Regions from separate parts of the Mus musculus genome. Here all the other regions are linked to region 2. The links are chromatin contacts, called in public ChIA-PET maps. All regions are on one chromosome and are shown on one strand. The core of a region is the stretch at or near the end of the contact, and the rest is flanking DNA. Distances in the headings are between cores, read along the strand shown.

Evidence for each region. ChIA-PET counts read pairs in DNA pulled down with a chosen protein or histone mark.
Region 1: an RNA polymerase II ChIA-PET map of memory CD8 T cells shows a contact between it and region 2, with 38 read pairs. The contact joins the promoter of Phospho2 here to the enhancer-like site in region 2. A contact is called at or near these places in 3 of 39 promoter capture datasets (the 3T3-L1 cell line and the C10 cell line), 3 of 115 datasets of contacts at active chromatin or transcription factors (CD8 T cells, effector CD8 T cells and memory CD8 T cells) and 3 of 9 other capture datasets (adipose tissue, liver and pancreatic islet).
Region 3: an RNA polymerase II ChIA-PET map of effector CD8 T cells shows a contact between it and region 2, with 46 read pairs. The contact joins the promoter of Ssb here to the enhancer-like site in region 2. A contact is called at or near these places in 2 of 39 promoter capture datasets (the C10 cell line and hippocampal neurons), 1 of 484 Hi-C or Micro-C datasets (gonadal supporting cells), 4 of 115 datasets of contacts at active chromatin or transcription factors (CD8 T cells, the SCID.adh cell line, effector CD8 T cells and 1 more) and 3 of 9 other capture datasets (adipose tissue, liver and pancreatic islet).

Annotation. Positions count from the first base shown.
Region 1 is chr2:69,787,863-69,792,059 of GRCm38.p6, reverse strand. Phospho2 (phosphatase, orphan 2) reads right to left here and starts at 2,323. Exons shown (of 4, transcript NM_028521.2): 1 at 2,104-2,323; 2 at 1,739-1,774. Ccdc173 (coiled-coil domain containing 173) reads left to right here and starts at 2,574. Exons shown (of 9, transcript NM_001077684.1): 1 at 2,574-2,645. The coding sequence starts at 2,597.
Region 2 is chr2:69,991,904-69,996,632 of GRCm38.p6, reverse strand. Ubr3 (ubiquitin protein ligase E3 component n-recognin 3) reads right to left here. Exons shown (of 39, transcript NM_177783.6): 29 at 2,821-2,957. Among named protein-coding and RNA genes, the nearest start is that of Myo3b, 45 kb to the left of the region's middle. Within about 2 kb of position 1,667, at least 40 of the 459 cell types and tissues checked have an H3K27ac peak or open chromatin away from gene starts, as enhancers often do. A contact at or near this core is called in CD8 T cells, effector CD8 T cells and memory CD8 T cells, where this site is marked.
Region 3 is chr2:69,858,392-69,862,888 of GRCm38.p6, reverse strand. Ssb (Sjogren syndrome antigen B) reads right to left here and starts at 1,327. Exons shown (of 12, transcript NM_001110145.1): 1 at 1,177-1,327.

The sequences.
Region 1 (4,197 bases), core at 1,074-3,573, 210 kb after region 2:
TACTAGCAATGAAGAAACAATTTGATTATACATATATACTTGGAATAAATACTAAAAAAAGAATGCCATAAAAATATTTTATCTGATTAATAAAATCATAAGTATGAAGTCAACTGAATATCATTTCAGTTTTTCTCATTAAAAGGGAAACACTATTATTTTATTTATATTCAGCTATGAGTGATGTACTTAAAATAGAAATCTACAAAACTTAAGGAAGTTCACAGACCAACTTTTAACAATGTCAATTTACCAGGGAACTCTTTTACTAAAGTTTGAAAATTTGAAAACCAGACCAGTAATCCCAGCACTCAGGAGGCTGAGGCAGACATAATGCTGCACTGTTGGACGCAGCTTCGGTTACGCAGTGTCAAGTGTGCAGTGTGAAGAGGGCCAGTGAGCAGAGAGGATGGGGAACCCCTTGCTGAACGAGTCTGACAAGTTCAGTGTGAGATCCTCAAGACACCCCCACAGGGGAAGAGGACTCCAAATGCTTGCCGTCTGACTAGTACACCATCACACTCACTCAATACACACACAGTAACACATTTTATTAACAAAATCAAAACAGTATTCTCAGGGCTGGAGAGATGGCTCACTGGGTAAGAGCCCATGTTGCTCTTCTCAGAACCCAAGTCAGGTGGGACAATTTTAGCTCCAGGGGACTTAATGTCTCTAGATGCCATGGCTGTTACATTCGAGTACACACACACATACACCCCAAAGAAGTAAATAAATAAGGGGCTGGAGAGGCAGCTGAGCAGTTAAGAACATTGACTGTTTTTGTAGAAGATCCAAGTTTTGGTGGCTTATCACTACTTGTAACTGAAGCTCCAGGGGGGTCTGACAGCCCTAGTCTCTTTGGGCACCTTCAATCATGTGCACTTACTCTCACACAAACACATATACAAACATACACATAACTAAGTATAGCACGCATAAAATGGTTTATGGACAGTGGCCAGATCTTAATGAGTGGTTTAATTGTCATTTGTGGGTTTTTGTTTGTTTGTTTCTGATTTTGTTTTTAAAATATCTCAATAGTCATTTAAATTCTGTTTCCAATTAGGGTGCAAAAGAGCTTCGAGACAAAAAAAAAAAAAAAAAAAAAACAACAACAACAAAAAAAAAACCCAACCCCCCCCCCAAAAAAAAAAAACTAGTTCTAGACCAACTTGTATGGAAAAGGCACTTGCAATCGGGAGTTTCAAGTCAAATATGAGACCCTATTTGAAATATAAGACCATATGAGAACGTTACTGAGATATTTTATGAGGTTCAATACTTGTAACTAATTTGGTAAAACTCCTGATAATTTTCACTGAGAGACGTGGTCTACACAGCTTCTGCCTTCTAAGTTATATACTCTGCCCCAGTTGCTTCAAGGATAACTCTAGAGTGAACAGGTTAAAGGGCACCTGTGTTGTCCCTTGTGGTGAGGTCCCTCAGCTCAGAGTTTCTGTCCCGTGAAGGAACTTCCTGCTCACTCTGCGTTATCTTGTGGGAAGAGGGCCTTAGGAAGAGAAAGGTACAATTTGCTGGGGATGCAGCTAGCACTGTGTAATTCACCGATCTCTCGCTAGGCGTCGTGCTCCCTCACAAACTATGCAAGCGGCTGTTGGCCTACAAAGACAGTTCAATCCCTGACCTTTCCAGCCCTGCGGAGCTTTCAACTCGCTTAGCACAAGTACACAAAAGTTCCGTCTCCAGAAATTTTTATTAATCCTTCCATACTTACCAGCATTATTACAGTGGAACATCTCTGATAGAAAACCTGAGGAGAGATAGCACAACTATGCATTAGAACGTTCATTATTGAAAGTCGCACTTCCTTTAATTTAGTAATGAAATCAGCTGTACAGCGATATGTCAGGAGAGCCTCTGCTGAGATCAAGTGCCAGTCCACTTTTTGTGTCATTAGAGACTGACTGGTTCCCGAAGTACACTAATTACAAGTTATTTACCAAGCAGTTTAATGTATGTTAAAGGTATCAACGCGAATGTTCTGGGGACAACATTCAAGTTTTAATAGTCCTACGTAACAACTGACAGGGTCTCATATAGTCCTGACTATGCCTCATAAATCAAATCATTTAAAAACACCTTTTCTGTCCTTTAATCCTTGTGGCTCGGTGGTCAAAGGGCTGTCCTTCACCTCAGCCAGCGGGGCGCAGAGTAGAAGCTCGCACCCAGCCTGGGCCTCGACTCGCACACCGGCCGGTTCCAAACTAGCGCAGCGAGTGAGAAAAGCGGCAGCGGCCGAGCGGGACCGAGGGCTCCTCACTGACCCAGGCCTGGGTCGCAGCGGGCCGCCAGCATCAGCACCAGCGTCGGCCGGTTGGTTCTCGTGCCTTACGCAGCCGGTGAACTGCTAGCGCCGGCTCGCCCACTGCTCTGCACTGCGCACGCGCACACCCGGGCTTCGGGCCTCGGTTCAGCCGCGGACAGGGCTCCTTCCTGGTTCCTGGATTGGAGACTGACGTCACTTCCGGCGTGGTTGCTAAACAACCAAATGGTTTAGTTATCGCTCAGTAGCTGACTTCAGCTTGGAAGTAGTATCACCTGCTCTGGACTCGCGGGATCAGCTTTGTTAAAGATGCAGGTGCGCTTTGGACGGCGCTCCGGGCAGGCGAAGGAAAGCCAAGGTGAGCTGCCTTGGCCCGTGCCGGAGCTGGGGTTGTTGTTTCTAGAACCCCAGCATAGGGTGACAAAGTGAGGGCTTCGGTTGCCTTTTGAAATGGGCTTTAACCAAGTCGAAAGCAGTCCCAGCAAGCATCCTTGGAAGTTAGGCAGGTTGGCCTTCAGGTGAATGAGTGGAAAAAGGAAAGAGGACTAGGGGAGCGTAGCAGTAGAAAGAATAGACTAGGAGTAGAATAGGGGTAGAAAAGGCAGCAGTTAGAGCCTTACCCCAGCTGTAACTCGTCAGACACTCGGGGCACTTAAGCTTTGTAATTCGTTGAATAAATTTTGGAATGCCGTTTGGAAATGTTATTGACCTATCAAAATCTTTATAATGTTGCAGACCTGCTGAGTAATCTTTTCTAAAGCTCACGGAAAAACCTCAGTTCTTTCCACGCTAAAGTTAAAATTCTCCCCTAGTCAAATGCTTTGATAATGTAAAAAAAAAAAAAAAAATGATAATGAGGTAATTAAAGTGACCAATTAAAGTGACCTAAGATTTGATTTTTTTTCAAAGATGTGAGCAAGTAGGACTTCTAAAAACAAAGTCTTTCCACAAGTTTAATTGTTGTCATGGTAACTAATAGATTCTTGGAAATTTGAACTATCTTCACGTTTTGCTTGAGTTCTGTAGCAATAGCACCCTACCCCCACCCTGCACCCTAGGATAGACACAATCTGGTCAGTGGGAACATTAGGAAATTTGATTCATACACAAGGACATTGTAAAAGTAATTTTTATTCACCAGATGTAACTGTTGTCTTGGAGGCTTACTGCTGAATAAGCTCACCCTTTCTAGTTCTTTCTGAACTCTGGCCTCGATGGTTCAACACAGGTGTTCTGGCCCAAACTCCTCTGCAAGCTGACTGATTCAAACTGGCTTCTCTCAGCCTCTTTCTGAATTGCTCCACTTGGAAAAACTGCTGTGTATTGAGGAGAGATGCTTTCGAACAGTGGTTCTCAATCTCCCTAGTGCTGTGACCCTTTATTACATACAGTTCCTTATGTTGTGGCGACCCGCACCATAAAATTATTTTCTGTGCTACTTCATGATTATAATTGTATGAATTATGCTTAAATTATTATTATTAAATATCTGTGTTTCCCAGTGGTCTTAGGCGACCCTCATTCGACCCCCAAAGGTGCTGAGATGCACAGACTGAGAAACTGCTGCTTTAGAGGAAGCGTGCAGTCTGAAACGCTGGGGAAAGCTCACAGTGTTAAGGAAAGCATGCTAAGGAGAGAGAAGAAAAGGAGAATACACTCCTCTGATCAGTTCAGAAGAGTGAAGAGACTTAACATGTTACATGTTAACATGTTAACATGTTACATGGCTGTGCCCCATAAGGTTCTGCATTGGGGCAGGGATTCTGGGAAAGAGCATAAAGCAATAAAATCACGTATATGACAACATGAATGAATCTCAAAGTAATTCTTTTGAGTAAAATCTATAATAAAAGTAGTAGATGAGTGGTGGCCTAGTAGAGCCTAAGGAGGGATGGCAAGCAGTAAATGGG
Region 2 (4,729 bases), core at 418-2,917:
TTGCAACAGAACAAAAATTTCAGAATAGCTTGAAACATATAAAGTTGGTATGGTTAATTTGAGAATTAATTTTCAAAAATACATTCCAAAAATTTCCCTTCTGTTGCTTTCAAAAAAAAAAAAAAAACAACTTTTTTCCAAAAGGGTCCTCATATAAATCAAATTAAAAACAAAGACATGCACCCTTTCCATCAAAATACTGAGTTCTCCAGCCATCAAAAGAAATACTCTCTTCCCAAATATCAAGTCTTATGCTCCCTAATGAACAAACAAAATTACTTACACAGCAAGGAGTAATTGAACTCAAAACTAGAGCTATGTCATAATAAAATGCCAAATATAAATATATCTTCAAGTTCTGGGAATCACAAAGAATTAAAAATGAAGTAATTTAAAGTAAGCTTGAATTACAACTTATTTCATAAATACTTACTTGAATAACTTTTGACTGCAACTTCTTTCATAAATAGTTAATAGTTTCAGAAATATTTTCTCTGAAAGGTAGTTACTGACATATTTCATAGGACTTAAATATTTAAATAAAATACTGAAACAAGCTGCATGTTAGAGGAAAATAAAAGCCTTGCCATTATGTTCTGCTCAGTATGATAAAACCCTTTTTCCTTCATTCAGATTTTAATTTTGAGTCACTTTGGCCTTCATTTGTTTTCTTCGCAACAGCTAAGTGAGACTTCAGGAGGCCTGCAAGCTCACTGAAACTCTGCACATGCTTGATTATTCTAAGCAGATAGTCACTGTCTCACGGTCTGAGTTTATTACTAGGGTTCAGAGAGGGATGGGGAAGGCAGCGTGACTTCCTGTTCCTCTGCCCACACCTTTACCATCTGATCCCTGTCCTTGCTTCTCTATAAAAGAGAAGAACACTGAGTCCATCTTACTGTTACCATAGCCTTCTTTCATAAGTTACTTATAGTTTAAGGCAAAACACAAGGACCTAAATTGCAGCTAAATTTACCTTAATGAAATTGTTTAATTTATCATATTACAGGAAAATTCCATGTATTGATCATTCCCATCCAATCAGGATCTCAGGACCTCCTAGTAATGCCAACTCTAGTGAAACTGAAGGCATGATATACAAGTGAGATGTGTGTGTGTGTGTGTGAGAGAGAGAGACAGAGACAGAGAGAGACAGAGAGGAGTATGTGTGTAAATACAACAGCTTATCTGCATTCAATATTTCTATATAATAATTACATATTGTACAGAAACTATGCATGATCCTAGATCCTTAGTAAAGTTAAATTAAATTTCGTTTTATAAGCATAGTTATAAGTATGTAGTAATCAGTAACTCCCCAGAAACAAAATAATAATTATATACCTCACCATCTAAAAATCAAACAAACAAAGCATTCTGGATAACAACAGCCTAGGACCACAGAGTAGGCCGTCGTTCTCTAATGCACAGACACTTCTAGACCAATCTGGGTCCAGCATTTATGTTTACAGTCTGAAGAGTGAGGTAGCTTCCTTATCTTGAGCGCTAACTTGCTTGCTGAAATTCTTCTAAGTCTGGATTCATTTCCTGGGTTTTAAAGGTTACATAAACTCTTTCACTTACTGTTTTATTACACTGCTATGGGAGTGGGGCAAAGAGATTAAAAACAGAACACAACCTAAAAGAGGTGAACACAAGACAGGAAGAAAGATGACTAACTGAAAAACCAAAACCACTGAATCTTGACTCAAACGATCTCTCAAGTCCAGCCTGTAGTTCTGCTAGTAAGTTGCTGGATGACTTCAAGTCCCATCATCTCTCTAGATCTTACCAACCACAATATTATATAAACAAAATAAGAAGTATGTTTGCAAGGATATAAGAGGCTCTAGAGTTTCGGCTTTAGCAGGATGTGTTTGTTTGTGTCTAGTTGTATATACCTACATCTTATCTTCCTTGTTTCCTTCTTTTACGGCTCTCCATTTTCACATATTCTCCAAAAGTTCTGCCTAGATGTGTGCATTGATGATGATCCAGCTACTCAGAAATTAAGCTAATGCTCCCTAACTCAAAAGAGGAGAACAGGTGCTGCTTCCCTGAGCCTGCCAGCCAGAGCAGAGAGGTCAGAGCACCTGGCTTCCCTGCCAGCCAGAGCAGAGGCCAGAGCACCTGGCTTCCCTGCCAGCCAGAGCAGAGAGGTCAGAGCACCTGGCTTCCCTGCCAGCCAGAGCAGAGAGGCCAGAGCACCTGGCTTCCCTGCCAGCCAGAGCAGAGAGGCCAGAGCACCTGGCTTCCCTGCCAGCCAGAGCAGAGAGGCCAGAGCACCTGGCTTCCCTGCCAGCCAGAGCAGAGAGGCCAGAGCATCTGGCTTCCCTGCCAGCCAGAGCAGAGGTCAGAGCACCTGGCTTCTTGCTTTCTCTTCCTTCGCTGGCATTTCTTAACATACTAGGAGAGCTCTCACTTGGTTCAAAGAAATAAGTTCCTCTCTTGCAGCCTTCATTTTTGTAATGAAGGCATGTAACACTATGTTTTAGTTCTCAGCATAAGCACTTGCCAAGACTTCATCATACGTAAAATGCCATATTTTAAGGGACTTATCAGCCCCAAGTGTTAATAATATACTTTCCCCCTTATGTTCCATGATGTTCAACAACAGCCGAATTGTTCAGCAAGTAATTTAAAAATAACTTCAGGAAGTAACTTCCTGGGAGGCTGTAAAACTAGATATACTTTTAACAAATATTAAAGATACATATCCTTTCTTTACACAAAAACAGATGGTAACATAAAACAAAGATTCACTAAACAATAAAAAAAACTAATACTAAGGAAATACTAATATATATTACACATACCTACCTAGCAACAGAGTACATAAAGAGAAACTCGTTGTCTGGTGAGCCTGGGGTCTTGCTATAGTCTCTGTATTTCTTCTGAGTGGTATTTTTTATATCTTTCATTACAGATTCCATTTCTTTACTTAAGTTGGTTTCTGACTATAAAAAAAGTGAACATACATATAAAACTCACATTACTTTTCTTTAGTAGTAGCTTAAAACTGAAATATTTATTATATAAACACACTAGAAAATTAACATTAAATCAAAGTAGATGTAACATAAACAACTTTGCACAATTTAGTGTATAAAGAAAAATTAATCAAGACTGAATCTATCTTACTCAAGTTCTGGATGGCAACTGGTAATATCCATTTATGATAAAACCCAATTATGAATTATTGAGTTAGCAATACAAACTCTAATCTAATGAGTACATAATACTAAATAACATTTTAGAATCAGTTCCATGTTTCCCAAAAAGTTGACTTTATTTAAGTTCAGTTTTCAAAGAAATATAATACCAATTTCCCTTACTTTCTGGCAAATTTTGAATAAAATTTACATACCAAATACCCCTCAGATTCTAAAGTTAGTCTTCATTTGAGAAAGTAAATGCCAAGACATAAATCTGTATGGTTTAACGTCCAAACTTTTATTTCAAAAGCTTAGTTTAATGGCAGAGTAGCTGCCTACTATGTGAGAAGCCTCAAGTTCAATTCCCAACACTACAAAAAAGTAGAATGGCAGTAAAGTCACATCCTTTAGAAACCATAACAAAAATCTACAACAGAGCTAAAACATTTTAAGAACTTAAGCCACACAAATTCTGTTGGTGGGAATTAAAAAGCAGAATCATTTAAGCCAATTCACATTCTAGAAGACCAGTTTGTAGTGAATGATCACACAGAGTAAATAAAGCTGTGTATAAACGTTCTTAGTTTTTATTACATGTATGTGGTATGTGTACACATGCACACACATATGTGGGTGGGGTCATGGATGCTATGGCACATGTGGAGAGGCCGCAGGACGGCTTGGGGTGGTTAGTTGTCTCCTTCCAGCACATGAGTCCTTAGGAATTAAACTCAGGTTATCAATCTTAATGTCAATATAAGTAATGATATATTTTCAAACATGTATTTGATACTTATATGCTATATTATATTTGTACATTGGGACAGAGACAGAGACTCATGTACTATGGTACAGCATAGGCCACATATACTTTGGTAGTCCCTTAAAATTATATTACCTAGAGACATCAAAGCCATTTGGTTTGTATAAATACAATTTGATGCTCACACAATGGCAAAATTATCTACTGATGCCATTTTCAGAATGTATCCATTGCTCAATAAGCAAAATAACACATATGCTTTTTGCTTTGCTTTGCTTTTTCTTTTTTCAACATCTTTAAAGAGTCTAACCACATTTAAGCTTGTGCTGGCTAGTTTTATGTCAACTTGACACAAGCTAGAGTCATCAGAGATGAGGGAGCCTCAATTGAGAAAATGCCTCCATAAGATCAGGCTGTAGGCAAACTTGTAGATCCTTTTCTTAGACCTACAAGGGCAAGCCCTTGGGAGCTGGAGGCAGGCAAATCTCTGCGGGTTCAAGGTCCTCTACTAGCAAGTACAGGACAGTCTGGGTTGGTTGTACTGAGAAGCCCTATCTCAAAGAAACAAAAAACAAAAAAGAAAAAAGAAAGAAAGCAGGTTGAGCAAGTCATGAGGACCAAGCAGCAGGCCTCTGCATCAGCTCCTGCCAGGGCGATTCCGCCCCATCTGAGCTCCTGTGCTGACTTCCTTCAATAATAAACAGGGATGTGGTACTTGTTTAAGGTCGTGGTGTTCCATCACAGCAATGATAACTCTAACAAGAACAAAATTTAAGCTCATGATAGTCTTAATACATTAAAATTATAATGA
Region 3 (4,497 bases), core at 78-2,577, 130 kb after region 2:
CCTATAGCCCTCAATGCCAATTATTTGCGTTTCTTTTCAAATTAGTCACAGCTGACTTACCAAAACTTATTACTGGTAAAAATGAAAATAGAGTTCAGATATGAAAGTTACGGTGTTAGACACTATATAGGAGAATACAAGAAAAATGGGACCTTGTGAGCACAGATACAAAAAATTTTAAACTAGGGACGCTGGAAGGTAAGGATGTGCCTAAAACACTACTACACTGGTTAACTCTATAGCCACTTTCCTGTTTCACGGTCTGACAACAATCCTAGAATAAAGAGGGACTGTGATACTGGTTTGCTAGAAATCACAAACCGGATCTTCTGTCTTACTGGCTTTCAGCGCCTTACTAAACCACCCTACCATATTGTACGGAAGTATACCAGCTCTTGAAGAGTTTATCTGCAGCAGCTGAATATAGTTATGAGTTACTGTTGGTATATTTCTTGAGACATTGCTCAAAATGCTGGAGACTGCTGGCGATACACTGGTCCTGTAATGGGAAATCTACGAAGTACACGTCCCACTTCAGAATTTACTGTTACAGGCGCTGGTTTGTCTCCCACTACCAACAATCTCACTTCTCATTACTACAGAGACACAGGTCAATAACGACCTAGTTAGCCCCTGCAAGACTTCTGCGGCCTACCCAATTTAGGGACTGTTTCACACTGAAGACAGAATGGCAATGGCAGTTCTTTGAAGGAAAAAAAAAAAAAAAAAAAGATAGCGACGCTGGGAACCCAATAGCGGCCCCCACTTCTTCGGCCTCCAGTCAGTCCCCACAGAACCCTGTCGCGTTTAACCCGCACCGACCACCCTAAAGACTTAAATGGTCCGAAACATCCGCCTCTGGCCAGTCAGGAAAGGGGTGCAAGGAACAAACCGAAAGGACGCCGTGAGGATGCGGCGAGCCTCTGCCTAAAGGCCCCGCGAGAGCCGCATCCTCCCACACCGGCCCGCCGGGATCCCTGCCACGTGGAAAGCCCCAGGCGCCCGCATCTCTGGCCGGGGCCCGCTCCGTGGCCTCGCCGAGGCCCGCGCCCCCTCGGGCCGCGGTCCAGCACACGGCCACGGGCCGCGCGGCCCACGCGGCGGCGCGGAGAGGAAGGTGAGGCCTGCGCATAGCACAGCCCTTCGTACCTTCTCCTCAGTTTCCAAGAAGCTCACCTCAAAGATTCGGATCCCACGGTCACCACAGCTTCAAGAACAACGACAGAAGCGCCTGGACTTCCGAGCGCCGGCGGGCCAGCCAAACGCGCTTAAAGATGGGGGCTTTCCCGGCAGCCCTTGCGGACAGGTGGGCGTGGCCGCGGACGCAGTGGCCCGGCTCTGCTTTCCACGCACGCGCCGTTACCGCAGCCTCCCACAATCCTCGGAGGAGGAGTCCCGCCCTCCCGCCCGAGAAATTGTTAAATTGCTCAGCAGAATGTTAGGGGCTGACAGGAAGTGTTTTTGTGGAGATCTTTGTTTTTAATGTGTTTCTGGGCAGTATGTTCGAGCCTTCCCTTCTTTCTTCTGTAGCGCTTGGTTTTTCTTTTTTTCCCCCTTTGTCTCTTTTTTCCTTTTTTTTTTTTTGAGACAGCGTTTCCGTGCGTAGTCCTGGCTATCCAGGAACTCGCGCTGCTCTGTAGACCAGGCTGACCCTCAAACTCCTCCTGCCTCTGCTGAGACACTCGCCTACCTCTTCCGGGAGTGCTGGCATTATTAAAGGGGTGCGCCAGCACGCTTGGCCTTTTGCAATGTATTTGACTTGCATGGTGTTGTGGTTTTGGAAAAAAATTAAAAAACCATACAGTTGCTTGGTTTCCGACAGGCTAGCTCTCTGAAGCACAAACTGGCCAATGATTCGAACTCCTGCTTCAGTACAAAGTGCTGGGACTTCACCTACATCACCAGGCTCTTACTGCTCCCCCTCTTGCTGCTGCTGTCTATCTTTGCTTGTTTTGATGTTGGAGTCTGACTCAATGAGTAACCCAAGCTGATCCCAAACTATGCTTCTGCCTCCAGCCACCCTAGTGCTGGGATTACAAACAAATCTTTTTAAAAGTCTCTTGCTCCCAGCACTTGGGAGGCAGAGGCAGGCGGATTTCTGAGTTCGAGGCCAGCCTGGTCTACAAAGTGAGTTCCAGGACAGCCAAGACTGCACAGAGAAACCCTGTCTCTAAAAACCAAAAACCAAACCAAAACAAAAAAGTCTCTTGCTAGGAAAGAAGTACATTTAGAATAGTTTGAGAGACTTCACACTTAAGTCAGGACTGCCACTTTTTACATAACAATTTTAACGTTTTAGAGGTGCAATTTCCTTATGACATCATCTTTTTCCTTCAGTGTTCCTGGAATATAAAAATTACTTTCACAAAATAACTTCATAATCTCAGAGCATTTTGGAAGTTCCCAAACAGATAAACTCTAAAATTTGAAGAAGAAGAAGAAGAAGAAGAAGAAGAAGAAGAAGAAGAAGAAGAAGAAATGCATTTATAGGTTAACTATACATGCCATTTTGGCCAAAGAAAAAAGAATTTACTAGTATTATCCTCAGGTAGTTTTAACTTTAGATTAATTACATTCAATAAAAAAATTTTCAAGTTTCTACTTACTGTGAGACATAAATGCTAAATTTTCCTTTTTTAAAGATTTAAGTTTATGTACGGGTGTTTTGCCTGCATGGATAGACAGTGGAAAAATACCATGTGTGTAAATGCTCCCAACCTACTATAAATCCATTTCCAGGGACTCTAACACTCTCTTCTCATCTTTGTTGGGTCCTGCACGCTTACAGTGCACATACATACTCCCAGGACACACACATAAAATAAATAAATAAGCACTTAGATAACTTAAATGTTCATAATAGTAAGTTATGTGATTAAAAGAAAAATTAGAATCGACTATATGTGTACCACCAAATAATTAAAAAGTTAAATAATATATAGTGATAAAAACAAACTGATTTTCATTTACTGGTGTTTGTGAAATTCACAAGCACGGTGCTCAGAAGCAAAAGGTGTTTCACATAACCATTTTCTCCAAATACTGCAAATATTAATGTAATGTTGTATAAATTATATTAAATAATATAAAAAATCTTATTTCCTTCTACCATTCTCATGAGAATATAATAAAAGGTACCATTAGCAAAACTCAAGGAAATGAATTATCACCTTCAAAATATATGTTTTACACACATGCCCATACTACCTGTTATTGTAACCAGGTAAGTTTCACAGGTATGTCTACATCATTGTTCTACGATCAGAATTCAGCGTATTCATTTGAAGATTCTACAGTATTGAACAAGGAGAACTTCATAATTTTTTGGAGAGTGATTGTGGAAGAATTAAAAGTTGCATGTCAGTCACCATGAATGAAAAAATCCCATGTACATTTCTAAATGTCAGAGTGGCTTGTACCCTTCCCCTGTACACAGAATGATTGATCTAAGGCAGTGGTGTTATTCAGTTTGGGACATCACTATGAGATGCTTTATTTGGTATACAGGTAGAGATGCCTAAATGATACAAAGGCATAGCATTTTCAAGTATTAGTGACACCGTTTACTTAATACCATTTTATAGAAGGTCAAAACAATTCAATGTTTAGTTTCAATCTGATTACACATCCTTTGGCAATTCTGATGAATAAAGGTTACAATAAAAACTGCATTTCAAAATACAGCAAAATGTTTTTAGCCTTCAATGGCATTTCAAGATCTCCATACTTTAAATAGGACAGTCATTCTACCCACTGGGCGAGAGCACAACCACAGAGGTTCACCTACAGCTTAATAAAACTGACTGCACGCAGATGTGTAAAGGTATAAGTGGGATGGGGGGGGGGACCTATATGCATACCATCGCAAAGGGAGCTATTTCCCAAGAAACCATTCAAAATAAATTTAAAACTCTCCAGGGGTGTGCAGTTTCAGAGAAAGAACTGGAATACTTCTATATTTAATCTTTATACTCAACATAGAAAATATTGCAAAATCAGTTGTAGGAAAAAAATAATCAAAAAGTCTATGCAGCTTAAAATGCTGGGCAAAGTTACTATAAGATGGTTCCAGAAAATAAATAATTAAGAATGAGTGGGCTGGGGCTGTAGCTCAATGGTCACCTTAGGTTCATTTTTTTTATTCCTGAATTTTGTGCCATTTGTGGTGTTCATCTTGGTTGTAATTTACATACTTCTTTTAAGCAAATGGTCATTTTCCCACTTAACTTTATAATCATAATCTGGTATTGTTTTTCTCAAAGAGGGCCCTCAAAATTGTAGTTTCCACCATGCCCCACAAATTCTAATAGCATCTGTTCAGACTATGCATTAAAGTTGCAGACACAAGTTAAACTTACAAGTTAAATAACAAGGTGAAGTGATTAGGAAATGAGGCCCCCTTCCTGAAGTGGAAGGACAACATTTATATATTTAAGAATTTAAGAAGAAGCGCAGGGCTCAGCAGTTACTAGCACTAACTGCTTTCCCGGAGGTCCT